Regions from separate parts of the Mus musculus genome. Here regions 1 and 3 are each linked to region 2. Evidence: chromatin contacts called from public HiChIP or PLAC-seq and promoter capture Hi-C data. All regions are on one chromosome and are shown on one strand. The core of a region is the stretch at or near the end of the contact, and the rest is flanking DNA. Distances in the headings are between cores, read along the strand shown. Region 1 overlaps Thada (thyroid adenoma associated). Region 2 has its middle 15 kb from the start of Gm35125. Region 3 overlaps Thada (thyroid adenoma associated).

What was found. HiChIP or PLAC-seq counts read pairs in DNA pulled down with a chosen protein or histone mark. Capture Hi-C pulls out chosen DNA fragments and counts their contacts.
Region 1: an H3K27ac HiChIP or PLAC-seq map of heart atrium shows a contact between it and region 2, with 6 times the contacts expected there. The contact joins two enhancer-like sites. A contact is called at or near these places in 1 of 15 datasets of contacts at CTCF or cohesin (large pre-B cells), 9 of 484 Hi-C or Micro-C datasets (the G1E-ER4 cell line, bone marrow-derived macrophages, double positive thymocytes and 2 more), 2 of 115 datasets of contacts at active chromatin or transcription factors (heart atrium and pancreatic cancer cells) and 2 of 9 other capture datasets (embryonic stem cells and liver).
Region 3: a promoter capture Hi-C map of adipose tissue shows a contact between it and region 2. The contact joins two enhancer-like sites. A contact is called at or near these places in 4 of 15 datasets of contacts at CTCF or cohesin (the NIH/3T3 cell line, large pre-B cells and stem cell-derived epiblast-like cells), 16 of 484 Hi-C or Micro-C datasets (B-cell progenitors, CD4 T cells, the G1E-ER4 cell line and 9 more), 8 of 115 datasets of contacts at active chromatin or transcription factors (the HPC-7 cell line, astrocytes, embryonic basal ganglia and 3 more) and 2 of 9 other capture datasets (adipose tissue and embryonic stem cells).

The regions. Positions count from the first base shown.
Region 1 is chr17:84,234,717-84,239,814 of GRCm38.p6, reverse strand. All of the region lies in intron 31 of Thada (thyroid adenoma associated), which reads left to right. Among named protein-coding and RNA genes, the nearest start is that of Gm36279, 45 kb to the right of the region's middle. Within about 2 kb of position 2,489, at least 42 of the 459 cell types and tissues checked have an H3K27ac peak or open chromatin away from gene starts, as enhancers often do. A contact at or near this core is called in heart atrium, where this site is marked.
Region 2 is chr17:83,886,905-83,892,020 of GRCm38.p6, reverse strand. No RefSeq gene overlaps it. Among named protein-coding and RNA genes, the nearest start is that of Gm35125, 15 kb to the right of the region's middle. Within about 2 kb of position 1,975, at least 102 of the 459 cell types and tissues checked have an H3K27ac peak or open chromatin away from gene starts, as enhancers often do. A contact at or near this core is called in adipose tissue, astrocytes, heart atrium and 2 more, where this site is marked.
Region 3 is chr17:84,365,268-84,369,710 of GRCm38.p6, reverse strand. The region is part of intron 26 of Thada (thyroid adenoma associated); the gene reads left to right. Among named protein-coding and RNA genes, the nearest start is that of Gm24722, 24 kb to the left of the region's middle. Within about 2 kb of position 1,875, at least 86 of the 459 cell types and tissues checked have an H3K27ac peak or open chromatin away from gene starts, as enhancers often do. A contact at or near this core is called in adipose tissue, astrocytes, heart atrium and 2 more, where this site is marked.

The sequences.
Region 1 (5,098 bases), core at 1,240-3,739, 350 kb before region 2:
CACCCCACGTTTTAGGCTTTTTCTTTGTTCTTTAATGTGTGTTCCATTTTTCACAGCTTCTATCTCTGTGTCTTCAGATTAACTATTAACTAGTCTTTTCTGTTGTGCTCTCTCATCTGCTGTGAATTCTGTCCACTATGTCTTTATTTTAGACATTGGACTGTTTATCTCTAGAAGTTTCATTTTGATCTTTTTCAACTTCTTTGAACCATCATCCTACCTTCCCCAGAGTGCTGGGATAATAGATCTGTACAACATAGGAGTCTGGAAGTTAATTGACAGCAAAGAAGGGAGGCTATCACGTGGAGAAAGAGCCTCTGCGCTGATGTTTGGGTGTCTCAACCCATTTTCTGCTGCTAGAAACATCACAGAAAGGCTAACTTACAAAGAAAATAGATTTCTTTGGCTCACCAGTCTAGAAGTGAAAGAACTTGACATCAGCATCTACCTGGCATTGTCGAGGGCGTCCAGTAGTGACGTCCATGGCAGAGGGCAGCAGTGTGGAGAGCATCCTGGCTCAGACGTCTCTCCTCTTTTTATAAAGCCACTGTTCTGGATCAGGGCCTCAGTCTTGAATTTTCACTGATGTCTGTCAGCACCCAGTGTGTAAATTCCCACCCTTTTACTGCCTCGTCTGGGGTTGTGGTGGGCACATTAAATACAACAGGAATCCTGGTGCCCTTCCTCCTTGGCTCACCTCCTGTTGCTTACCTGGAAGAAGTTCCTTAACTCCTCCCTCCATGGTGGACTTCTGCAACCCAGCCAGATTCTGCTGGGCTCGCCTGCTGGGAGCCCTCCCTGCACTCCTCCTCTTGTAGTGTGTCTGCAATCCAGTAGTTCCAGAGGCCTCTTTGCTCTTAGATTCTTTTTCTTTTCTTTTTGCAATTTATTCATTTTATGTATGAGTACACTGTAGCTGTTTTGAGGCACACCAGAAGAGGGCATCAGATCTCATTACAGCAACCATGTGGTTGCTGGGAATTGAACTTGGGACCTCTGGAAAGGGCAGTCAGTGCTCTTAACTGCTGAGCAGTTGCTCCAGCCTCCAGATTCTGTTTCTTAAGTACATACTTTAGAGCTCAGGCAGAGTCTCAGGACTGTCTTTTATCACTGACAAGGACTGAGATTGCTTGGTCCCAGTCCCTCTCGATGCTGGTAAGGCAACAGAAATCGACCAAGGTACTAAAAAGAGCCTGTCTATCCAGGTGTGGTCCTCAGAGTGCTTTCATGGTGTCTCCTGTTGCCTGGAAACATCAGAGAGGCCTAAAATCCTTTGTGGGAAATAGGTCAATCAAAGGGTGGCAGGTGCTAGGGTTTATGGTGGTGCAAATCCCCTCCAAATCTTGCACTGTGGTGCAGTTCTTTGAAGAAGCAGAAGCAGACTATGTTGGGAAATAACTGCATGTTTGTGTCTTTAGTTCGTCCTGTGTTTATCTGCAGTGTTTCCTGATTGGCTCCCTGTGTTGGGTAAAGGCTGCTGGGATGGAACTGGAGGGAAGTAGTTAGAAATTGTAGTCCCCCCCCCATGCACTCATCCCTTCCCTTCTGTAATCTTCTGATTCACAAGTTAGAAGGGCTGAGCTCACAGCTTATGGCTTAAGAAGGTGTTCTTCAAATAGTATACTTAAAAGACATCCTCAGTCCGTCCCCACCAGCACATTAAGGATTCTTTGCTTAAACACACCTGCCCCTGAGCTAGCCTGGTGCATAGGCCTGTAATGCGAGCACTTGAAATGCAAGCAAGAGGGGCTGAAGTTCAGGGCCATCCTCAGCTACATAGTGAGTTCCATGCCAGCCTAAAACTGATATTTGGGAGGATGAGGGAGAGATGCATGATTCTCATAACGTTCTGACAACCAGAGTTTCCTGGTTAGAGTAACTACTGCTGCGATGGAACACTGTAAGCAAAAGCAGCTTGGGAGGAAAGGGTTTATCCGGCTCACTCTTCTACATAATAGTCCATCATTGAAGACAGTTGAGAGAAACTTAAGACAGGGCAGGAACAGAGGCAGGAGCTGATGCAGAGGCCACGGAGGGATACTGCTTACTGGCTTGCTCTCCATGGCTTGCTCAGCCTCCTTTCTTATAGAACCCAGGACTACCAGCCTAGGGATGGCACCACCCACAATAGGTTGGGCTCTCCCCTATCAATTACTAATTAAGAGAATGCCCTACAGGCTTGCCTACAGTCAGATTTCCTTAACTGAGGTTTTCCTTAACTGAGGTTCCCTTCTCTCAGATGACTTTAGCTTGTGTCAAGTTGACATAAAACTGTCCAGCACACAGGGGAAAGTGATGGACACCTCTTTGAAGGGTGTCAGAGAACCAGGAACAAATCTGACAAGAAAGAGCAGGCCAAGACCAGCTCAGAGAAGACCTGTTTCCAGGGCCTCTCCCAGCTTCTCCATGTTTGTAACTGGAAGGGCCTCTGGGGTCAGGATCACAGCTTTACTGGGAGAGGCGTTGGATTAAACAGAAGAATGGAATTTCCCTTTGATAAGGAAAAGCCAAAAATTAATAAATCAGCTGATTTTGTTGTTGTAGTTCCTATGGTTTCCTTTTCTGTACAAGTATTTTTTTTACTGAGAAATTACATAACAAGACATTAACATTTGCAGAGTACAAATTATCAGCTGATTATTTTTAGACCCAGTTCAGATAAGAACTTCACTTGGCTCGGTTGTAGCTCTCACTGACCTGGGAGAAGGTGGGACACCCCACTGCACATCGAGACTTTCTTAGCCCCTCCTTTAAGGAATGCTGGGTGAAAGTTTAGGACTACTGTATCTGCTCACTTGGCAGGAGAGGGTCCTGTGTATCCCAGGATGCCGTGTACCCACTCTGTAGCCAAGTGACACGAGCACTTGATCCTCCTACCTCCACCGCTTCAGTGCTGGGATGACAGGAGTACAGGACCTAGAGTATGTGGACTGGGAATCCAACTCAGGAACTTACACATGGCAGGCAAACACCCTAACAACCAAGCCATATCCCCAGCCAATCTGCAAACTTGTATTGGCCTAGCCGCATGAGAGAATTCAGAGCTTTGCAGAAGACAGATTCAGTTTGAGGTGAGGGAGCAGCACACAGGGTCAAGTGGAATAAGAGCCTCTGAAGTTCAGTGGCAGGGAGCCTCAAAGGAATATAGTAAGTCTCCTTGGGATTTGCTCATAGCCGCTCCACACATGCTGCTCTTACAGAAGACCTGAGTGTGGTTCCTCGCACCCTCCTCTGGCAGTGCACTGTGTCTTTAACTCCAGCTCTGTGGACCTGGTGCCCACTTTTAGCCTCCTTGGACACAGACAGATACACATATGCACATCACTTAAAATAAAAACACCTTTCTTAAATTGGTAACTTAAAACTGACTGCTCTATTACTTAGGACTTGATTTTATATTTTTGAGATTAAGTCTCATTGTGCTAGCCTTGAACTCTCAGGGATCCTTCTGCCTCTGCCTTCAAAGTGCTAGGATTACAGGCATGAGCCACCAAACCCAATAATATGTTTCTCCAATGAGAAAGGTCATAGTACAGCAGGAGGTAGTTCCTTCCGTATGAATCCAGCCATTAAGTCATTATCTTAAAGACCAGAAATACGCTTTGCTTAGAAGAACAAACAAAAGCCATATCTGAAGATGAGCACACATCGAGTGTGAGACTCAGTAACACAGTCCTGAGTGACTGCGCTGACCATACTGGGACATGTGAACACTTCCCAACAGGGAAGACTGGAAATGTCTATGCAAAATAGGATTGCCAAAGCCATCTGACCCTCATACAAATACAGTGGGGCCAATCAAACAAGGACTTGGTCCTTTCAGTGAGACCATGGCTTCCTGAGGCAAAACCCAATCAAGTTTGAGATGACAAACAGAAAAGTTAGTTTAAAAATTACTGCCCGCTAGAGAAAGCTGTTAAGCTTCATACCAGAAAGCTACTGTCAGGTTCTGTGCCCTGCTTATAAAAGGCACCCATTAAAAACAAAAATGTAAGTACCGTATGTTGAAATAGACTGCATTTGCTACCCCAAGACATACTTTGTCAGAGAGATCCTGTTGGGAAACCTTGTGGTGAGTGCTGTAGTGGGTGTGGAAGCACCAACGGTAGCTGTCAGTCCCAGATGTGCACCAGAGTGACCTGGGTCACTTTAAAGCTAGACATGCTTTGCGAAAGTTCCCCAATGAGTTTCCCATGCTCCCTGGGCTGAGAACCACTGTAGGGAAGGAATGCTGTGTTATCTCTGCAGTTGTTCATAATAAAAAATTGTGTACTCCTCCCTCCAGCCTCTTGTTCCTCCTAGAGGCCCCCTCACTGGTCACTAGGTTCTGATGCACAGAGGGGAGGGTGGGACCTCCAAGAAGTAGAGGCTGGTCTTGTTAATTCTCTGCTACATCTAAGACTTAAAAGAGCCCAAGAACTGTATGTGGTGAGCATCTACACTGTGGAAGGCCCCTCTGTATGCCTGCCCTGCCTGCCCTGCCTGCCCTGCCCTGCCCTGCCCTGCCCTGCCTGCCTGCCCTGCCTGCCTGCATGCCCTGCCTGCCTGTCTGCCCTGCCTGTCTGCCCTGCCTGCCTGCCCTGCCTGCCCTGCCTGCCTGCCCTCCTTGCCTGCCTGCATGCCCTGCCTGCCCTGCCTGCCTGCCCTGCCCTGCCTGCCTGCCCTCCTTGCCTGCCTGCCTGCCCTCCTTGCCTGCCTGCCTGCCCTGCCTGCCTGCCCTGCCCTGCCCTGCCCTGCCCCGCCCTGCCCCGCCCTGCCTGCCTCTCTGCCCTGCCCTCCCTGCCCTGCCTGCCTCTCTGCCCTGCCTCTCTGCCTTGCCCTGCCTGCCTGCCCTACCCTGCCTGCCCTACCCTGCCTGCCCTGCCTGCCTGCCTGCCCTGCCCTGCCCTGCCCTGCCCCGCCCTGCCCCGCCCTGCCTGCCTCTCTGCCCTGCCCTCCCTGCCCTGCCTGCCTCTCTGCCCTGCCTCTCTGCCTTGCCCTGCCTGCCTGCCCTACCCTGCCTGCCCTGCCTGCCTGCCTGCCCTGCCTGTCTGCATCATTTGATCATGTTTGTTCATTCTTCTGAATGCACCATGATGAATGATGTTCCTTTACCCTA
Region 2 (5,116 bases), core at 726-3,225:
CCAACATGTAACCCTAGGAGAGATCACGTCAAAAATCCAGATTTGAAATGAGAAGAATGGCTTCCCACTCCCTCACTCTCCAAGGACGAAGCCTCCGTCCCGACCACTCCTCACTGGCACGCCCCTCCCCAACATGCCTACCTACGGAAGACCCTTTATTTCCTGCCATCTGCCCTGGCTCTCTTTTCAAGCCCTCCCGGGGGGTTTGGAATTTGTGAATTCTCATTTTAGAGTCTAAGACTGATTTTGTCCGTGGAAAGTGTGATCTGTAAATTCTGTGGCCCACTCTCTCCCATGGGGTGGGGGAGTGGGCAGCATTCGAGTGGGGAGCTGTGAGGAAGGCAAGCTAGGCTGGGGAAGCGCCTTACGACTGTGACTTAGTGCAGAAGGCAAAGAGAGATGCTTAGCCAGACTGTGAGAGGGCAGTCCTGGGAAAGACGTGCAAGGGAGGTCGGAGACGATCCCTGGGAGGGTGGTAAGGTGGAGTTGGGGCCTCAACATGAGGGGCCGACTTTTTAGATTCTAAAGTGGGCTGATTCCTGGAGCACAGGATTGCCCTTCAGCCATTTTCCCTACCCCACACTCAAAGCTGCCTTCATCCCTGTGCATAGAAAGGAGAAGAGCAGTCAAAGCCTAGGCCAGGCCTCAAAGACTTCAAAACAGAAAGACCCAAAGGCTCCATCCCCACACCGTACATCTACTTCCCTGTTAACACGAGAATCTTTGGCTTGACATCGTCCGCCATCATGGTTTAACAAAATCTCCTTGGAGAACAACCCAAGATGGAGATCATTCAGACCATCTTCCTGCCAACTGGGACAGAACAGTCATGATTTGGTGTGAGAAAGACTAGAAGAAGGTGTCATGTCTCCGAGAGGGAGAGCTGGCTTCCTCAGGCTTTGATGTCACTATCCTAGCTCACCACTACTATTCCTACTAGGCCATTTTGAAATGGCAAGAAAGGATCTACCATGAGTTGGGCCTCTGCGCACTGTGGGCTCAAGTACCCGGGGTCATCCCCAGCAGCGGAAGGGCTCTACCCAGAGTCACTTCCTCTCCTGCCCGATCGACTGCCTTGTGTTAGTTGTGGCAGTCGATGGGATGGAGTGAAGGACCATAGAGACCCCAGGCTCTTGTGCAGCCCAACAGGGGGCTCCTCTTTGCATCTGGTTGACTCCTGACCCCTCCCTCCCTCCCCGGCTCATTTCCTTTCCCCCTGAAATTCTAGAGCTGGAGATCTCTGCTTCCTCAGTGCCATCCAACAAGCCCTCAGAGCACCCTTTCCCTACAGCAACGAAAACAGTGACAATCGTCAGATTAACCCGCGCAGAGAGGAGCCCTGCACAGTCATCTGCCTTCAACTTTTTATCATTCTGGTCCTGGACTGCCCAGAGCTCATGCTCTTTTTGCCCTAAAGCCAAGCATCCTCCCCTTTAGCCCCTGCTCTCGCCCTCCTTGCCCTCCCTTAAGCTACCTCCTCCAGGCCCTTTAACCGCCAACAGCCTACTCTCCCAACTTTGATTTATGACGACCAGAGGGATAGTGAAGCTAGCGTCACCTCACCCCCAACACCATTTTAAAATCATTCAACATTCTGGGCAGAACTTTTCTATTGAAAGGCCAACACAAACCTACACAGTCCCACAGGAAGTTGCAAACAGACACACACCCTTACAACCAGAGATAACAGTGAGGGCTCAGCTCTCCTCACACCCGCTGCCCACCCTCACATTCTGGGCACTTTGGGCACATGCCCCAACAGCCTGCCCTGCCCTGTGAGCCATTTGGGCCTTCTTTTGAGGAAAAACACTCGGCTCCCAAGAAGGTTCCTGACAGGGCTGTTTTTTTCCAGAGCCGCTGGATAAATTGCTTTTGTGCAAAAATAAACACAAGTGAACTGCATTAGGCGAGCGAGTGACACATTAGTTACAGATGCAGGGCCTGTCAGAACATTGAGGGAACAGCTTTTATTGGGGAAAGGCTGAGAGACTCATAAATAACCGGTTGGCAATCTCACATAAACATTTGTGCGTTCACATAAACACCGCCTACCACAAACGGGGCCTGGCTGCCAGCAGGCCTTGGAAGAGCCCTTTCTGCCTGTCCTCGGAGAATAAGGACGAGTCTGGAGGAGGAGAAGGGTCACAAACCCCCTTTCTCCCATAGTTCCCTGCTTCTTGGACCCACACCCTGTGCTCTGTGGGGTGGAGGGAGAGATCCAAGTTCTAAATTCTAAGAGTCTGCCAGAGAAAGAGGGTCAGTGCCCAGCCCCGATGGAACAACTGCTCCATTTTCCTGCCCCCACAGAAAGCTCGCATTAACCAGCCCAGAAAGGAGAGAATAGGGGATGTTGTGGCACTGGGGGGCTGGCCTGCTGAATAAAGCCAAGGGAAAGGCTTGAAATGAGCTTGGAAATCCTTCTCAATACAACCCCACTGGTTCCCATCAGAATTTCTGAGAAAGTGGGATGAAGCCAGCATCCCCCTCAGCCCCACAGACGGAGTCTACAAAGGATGGCACCAGCCTCATTCCATCCCAAGATGCAGGGTGCCTGGGCTTCCTCCCGTTGGCTCTTGAGAATGTCCTTACATTGGCCCTGAACCTCTGAGACCCACACTTCAGACAACATCTGTTCGAGGCCACAAAGAAGGGCAAGGCAGGCCGTGTGGATTTGACCAACCGGGCCATTCTTGCCGCTGTCCTTTCTGTGCCAAGTCTGGTCCCCTCACACTCCACCCATTTCCCAAGCAAAAGCCCTCTGAAAAGGCCCTGATGCCCTTATTTGCACTGAGGTGAACTGTGGCCTTCATTTGACACCATCTCCCTCCCAAGTGGATAAAGCACGAAAGAGCAAGACTGTGTCAGCAGCTAGCGCTCAAACTTTTTGTCAAGTTTTTAAACCAGCTAAAAGGGGAAATAAGAATTTGGGATTTTTCTTTCCCCCTCCCACCCTATTTTGGGGTTCTTTTAGGAAAAAAAGAGTATACAGACAAAAGAGACCGGCCATGTGCCTCGAGATCTCTCACAACAAAGACTGGCCCCAGCGCCAACCAGGAGTCACTGCGCTCTGCCACATGACAGAACAAGACTCTTCAGATTGAGTGCCTTCCTCTTCTGTCCGCTGTGTCCTTTCATCTAACCCCATTCTTCCTTCAGCATGGCTTCCCTCTCTGCCCTCCACGGACCTCCGTGGTCTAGTCCATCTGAATTCCATACCCATCTTGATCCCAATGTTAGACTTCCCATTTTGAGACGACCTTCTTCTTCTGCAGGTCCACACCCAACCCATCTATCCAGACACCTTGAAAACTGCCTTCTCCTAGAGCCTCTCTCTCTCTCTCTCTCTCTCTCTCTCTCTCTCTCTCTCTCCCTCTCTCTCTCTCTCTCTCTCAGACACACACACACACACACACACACACACACACACACACACACACACACACCGTGAATGCCTGAATGTCTTATTCATAACTTTCCTTCCGGCCCTGGGTTGGTTGTGTACACAAGTATCCCCTTCTATCCTTTGCAGAGATCTGAGAGATCCCTCTCTCAGGCATCCCTTCCTCCAAAACACTCATCCAGTGCCTAGAAAATGGCACTCGTACTGAATCGGTGCTGGAAGACGGTGATACAGTCAGGACGGACATGGTGGGATGAAGCGGGGAGGGACATGTGGCCATGATGGAAACCTTCTCCTAGGCAACAGCCTCTTTGGGGCTTTCATTTTGTAGCTGAGTAACTCTGCTTTTGAAGGAACATTAAGCTGCCAGGCAGGTGCCAACGGCCAAGCACGCTGGCTCTATTGACCAAGGCTCCGCCATCTAGGCTCTTTCTTCCTGTGAACAAACATAACGCTCTCTGGGAAGATAGAAAGCGCAGCCCTAGATGGGTTTGTGAAAGGTTCTTTAACCAAGACAGCCCTGGGGAGGGAACACAGTGCAGCCATAATTTACTGTGCTCAATATTTTCACTTCCAATCTTATTTTTTTATAGACCCGACTTCATAGGCTGCAGCTTAAACCCAGATGGAAAGCATTCTGGTTTTATAATAAGAGCTAGATTATGGTAGGCCCACCCTGCTGCTTTGTGCCTGTGAATGAATAAATGCACATGATCGTGGCCATAGGTGGGGCTGGGAGATGCCTTCATTATACGTGTATGCTTGGGCCTAACAATTCTACACTCATCTCTTTTTCCTCATGGCCACATCCTCTGGATGCTCCCAGGGGAGGACGTGATGACCATGATGGTGGACAAGAAGAAGAAAGGACAGAGAAGCTATGAACTGTGCTCTGATTCCTCCTGCGTTGGCTCTTCTTTGAGTCTTCAATGTACCAGGGCATACTGGGCAGGAACGAGGGGGACACACAGTATTGTCTACACTATGATGATGTAGTGTGCCTTGCTCTTTATAGGGCGCTCAGGATCTGGGGTGGTTAGGAAATATCTTCTAACTCCTTCTAATGTTGCCTGAGGTACTTCCCTCATTCTGTAGCACAGAGTCGCATCTCAATGAACATTTTTAAAATCGTGGTGGAGGAGGAGCTGGGAGACAGCTCAGTGGGTGGAGTGCTAGCTTCGCAAGCACAAGGACTGGACTCCAATACAGAAGCTGTGCTTGGTGATATAGAGGCAGGGACAGGAAGATCCCCGGGGAAATGGCATGCTCTCCAGATGGCCAAGCCTGTTCCAGGTCAATGAGAAACCAGTCTCAAAAATAAGAAAAGGCAGATGGTGTCTAATGAATGAAACCTAAGGTTTCTGTACACCCCTGCCACATGAACACAGACATGCTCACACAAAACAACATGATTGAATCACATACACACAGGTATGCTCACAACATGGTTGAACCTGTGCTTTTTAGAGTCTAGGGTGACAAGGTTTTGTTGAACCATCCTTATTTAAGGAGAACAGAAAAGGAAAAATATTTGAAGGGGAAGAAGGAAGGGAGGCACATCGGAAGGTGCAAGGACCGTTGCTCAGGCCAGGGCCAAGAGGCAGACCCCACAGAAGATGGCCTAGTCCAACAGGAGTGTCTTGGCCCAAGGTGTGGCCCACACACATCCATAAACTCCACGAGAACAGGCTGAGGCCAGCCTCACTGCTGGCAAGC
Region 3 (4,443 bases), core at 626-3,125, 480 kb before region 2:
TTCATCCCTGCTTCACTACCCTCACATAGCAAACAGGACAGACAGACGTCTGAGGCTTGTGGGATTGTGTTAGTATTGTCCACACAACCCTGAAAGAGTGCCTGGCATAGAGGAGATGCAGAGGGCATTTTGCTGTTGCTAGAAACATTTATTCAGTGGACTTGCTTTGCTTGCTGTGTGCAGAGTAATGTGCTGAGCATTTAAGTCTTTAGCTTTAAGAATCTCCGAGCTAAGGGCTGGAGAGATGGTTGATGAAAGCACTTGCTCTTCTTACGGAGCCTGGGCTTGGTCCCCATAAACACCTTGATGGCTCACTCCAGGTCTAGGCAATCCAACGCCCTGTTCAGGCCGTTGCAGGCACCAAACATGGATGTGTTACACATACATACTTCAGGCACAGTCACATATGCAAAAATAAAAAGACTCTCAGAGTCAACTAGAGTAGGTGCACTCCACATTGCAGGCCCCGACCTCAGAGCCTTTTGTAGGGAGGGGTTTGGAAGCAGGGTGTGATTGAAGATTATCCCGTAAAAGTCAGGGTGTGAGCTTGAGAAATATGTAGAAGTCAGGCAAGTAAAGAAAACTGTGGAGTAGTATCATTTATAGAGGTGTTGAGGATGGTTGTGTGATAATTTGCCTGCCTGCCTTCCTTTCCTATCTCTATTTCACTCTTTCCCTCCCTCCCTCTCACCTGCCTTTCCTTTCTCCCTCCATCCCCACCCCCAGCCCCCAGGAATTTATGAGTCTCCGGCTACCCTCTCGCTCACTATGTAGTTAAGATGACATTGACCTTCCGCTCCTCCCTCCTCTACCACTGGTTACAGGTGTAAGTTACCACACCCAGCTTGTTGGCTCTGGGAATGACTATGCTTGCTAGGCAGGCGGTGTAGCAGCTGAACATCCCTAGCCTCCTGAGTTCACTTTTGACCCAAGACTTGAGACGCTAGAGGGAGAGCCAATGGAGCATGTCCGCTTGGCAGTTATATACACAGGGTCTGGAGCCCAGGAGTAAGGTCTGCCTAGACAAAGGAGTCTTCCACGTGTAGCTGGTATTTTATGTCTCAGTGAGTAGGCACACCAAACGGCTGAGAATGCCATCCAGGAAGCATCGCTGGTTAAATGATTTATGTGGTAAAATCTCTCAACAGAGATAGACTGTTCTAGTATCAGATTTGGAGACAGGACATGTGTGCTTGTGTATCTTAAAATCAGTGAGTATTTTGTTGCTTGGATTCCCCCGTGGAGGAAATGTGTTCCTGGGCTGTTCATCCCAAGACTCCCCACCCTCACAAGGCGCTTTAGGGAGCCTGCTGGTTCTTTGCCCAGCCATTGGAACTTAGTGGGGGAAGGCTGAACTCTTTTTGCTTTGTTATGGTTTTGAGTCCTTAAATGTAATTGGAGAAATAATGACAGTATCCTTGGGATTAAACAAGTCCAATGGATTTTAATTTTCTTGACAAACTGTAATTAAGAAATTGTTTGGGGAGATTTGCTCTCTGAGTAGGATTAGCTCACCTATGTTTTTCATTTGGAAAAAAGTAGGTCTTGCGTTAGAAAGCAAGGTCGGAGGAGTCGTCTCCAGTGCTTTATGCAGTGCAGAGAAAATACGTCAAGCTGCCAGGTGAAACGTTCCTCAAGATAGGAGAAAGAGGGAAGCAGACAATTAGAATACGCTAGGGAAAGGATTCTCTTTATCCGCTGTACCTGCTTTTCTCTTCAATTCTGGAAGGCTCTGCCAGCAGGGCTTTTTTCACCCCTATTCTTGTCCTGCCAAGAGTTGCATATTTTTGGCAAAATGTTCATTACTGGCCAGGAGTACACAAGAAAGCCTTTGCCAGAGAATTAAGCAAGCAGAAGTCTGTCAAAACAAATATTCTAGCTTGAAAATATAGTCCTGTAGGGGGAGGAGTGTGTAGTGGAGGAGGCCAGGGCATGCTCTGAGGCTGAGTATTCATTTCATAAGAATTCTGTGTTCTGAAAGGCTGCTGTTTGCCAGTGCTGAAGGAAGCAGGGCTGTGGTACATAAAATGTACTGACGAGCAAGGATGGGTTCCTGGGGATGTGGGGTTTGTTCTTGGGTTTGGTTTGCTGCTCATCTGATGACAGCCTTTTCTAAGAGGGAAACGGTTTGATAACAAATAGCCTTTTAAATTAAATTTAAGAGGTATTTAACAAAACTCATGTTTACATGGAAAAAACTCTGAGGCCTGAGGATATTAAGAACACATAAACAAATCCTCACAGAAACACCAGTCCATTTCATAAGCATTTATTTGGCCAGGAAATGCCAATTTCATATGACTCCAACTTTAAAAGTATTCATTATTGATTCTAAAAGCAAAACTTGTTTTTCCCCCTCCATTTGTTTGTTATATAAAAAATTATTTTATACATGAAGAAGAGTATAGATTGGATAAACGCAAGTGTATTTAGATTCCCTCATTATGTAGATACTCAGGGCTGCTACTTAAAAAGTTATGCTCTGAGTTGGAGAAATGTGTTTATTTGTTAGCTGACGTTTCTAGTTGGACCTGCTGGGGTTGGGCATGGGTGCTAACTGTATTAACTTCAAGAGAGATAGAAAAAAAGATTGCATACAAAATTGGATTTTAGTTCTAAAGGATTTCCTGATGGAACATCTACTTGCTGCTGACAATAGTTTCTAAGAATTTTTTAAAAAAATAAAGCATGCTACCTTGTAATATTTCAATAAATGTTGTATGTGATAAAGTATGTTAAAAGCCGGGTGTGGTGGCGCACGCCTTTAATCCCAGCACTTGGGAGGCAGAGGCAGGCGGATTTCTGAGTTCGAGGCCAGCCTGGTCTAAAAAGTGAGTTCCAGGACAGCCAGGGCTATACAGAGAAACCTTGTCTCAAAAAACAAAAAAACAAACAAACAAACAAAAAGTACAGTTAAAAACATCAATATAATATTAGTAAAATACACATCAGTTCTTCCCTCTTCCTGGCAGAACTTAGGTCTGCTGCCTAAGTCACTCAGAGGATACGTGCCTGAGAACAGAGCACAGGGGAAGTATTTCTGCCCTTTGAGTCTCTGACTTGATCCACTTTAGTTACTGGAAGAGAGGTTAATTAATGTAAAATTTCTTTAGTTTTAGTAATTCAGAAGATTAAAAATCTTTTGAGGGCTTCAAAAGATCATGGTGCACCATTGGAATTTGCCTTTAGTAAATGTAACATTTGTTTTCTAAAGAATTATAACAACATACTTAAATTCCAGAACAGTAAGCAAAATAGCTTAAGTTCACTGACTTGAAAAAACATTCTTTTATACTGCACGGTTCTAAAATAAATACTTAAAAGAAACAGAGAGCAAGCCATTCTATCTTGGATTTCATTTTCCTTCAGATAGAACAGCTAGAACAAACATTCTTGCTAGTTAGCATTGCCTGTGTTTTTATGAAGTTAATAACTAAGCTGTCAATCACGCCCTATATAAATACGGAGGTTGAATGCTTTCTGCTTCAGAAGCACTTTTATTTACAAGAGCTGCCAGCCAAGATTTCCAGAGCACTCCACGGGCTGTTTGCTTTGATCTGTGTTGAGGGCTGGTCTCTTTATACCTGTTGGTTTGCTCTTTATGATACCTTTGTGTGATCAGGTATTGGGAGAGCAGATGTGCAGAATAAACAGAGGGGAACCAGAGCTCAAGAGAAACCATGTAATTATGCACCAACAGCTCTAGAGCAGAGAATATTTTCCCAACTCCACTTAGCTGCTGTTATGACAAGAGGACAGATGTCATGGTGTTCACCCTGGGGAAGCTGGAGCTTTGCTTTAAGCAGCCACTTTTTATGGAGCGGTGTGCATACTCTGACTACAGCTTGCAGAGGTGGCGCAGGCCCTCCCTCCCACGCCTCTGCCTTTGCCCTTTTCTCACTTGCTCCTTCCTTGGGGAATGTTTACCACATGTCTCCGACCAAATAATCAGCTCTCTGTTGGGAGAACTACCTTTGAATTTTCAACTGGAAATGTGCCTTTTCACGGTTAAGGCCACTTTCAAAAACAGAATAGCGTTTTGGTGGGTCCCTCTGTGGCTTTGATTTAGAGTTTGTCCAGTACCGTGGGGAACTGAACACTGAAGGCCTTTGCACCCCCAGTGCCACCCCCATAGTCTTCAGTGAGTGAAAGAAGGGCAGAAAGGAAGAGGAACTGCAGTGCTTGCCTCCAAAATGACCTATTCTGAGGGATTTCTCCTTTTAATTAAAGCTGCCTTAGCATTTCCCATGACGTAATTACATTTGCATATTACTTTCCTCTAGGAAACTTGATGTTTGAAGTTTGTAACTTCTGGTTTTGTTTGAAACTAGAAAAGTTTTCCCTGTGTGTTTTAAACTAGAAATTTTATCATCACTTAACAATGCCTTTGGAGGGAAGGTTGGTTGGTTTTCAGGCCCTCAGAGGGTTCTCTGTGCATGGGCA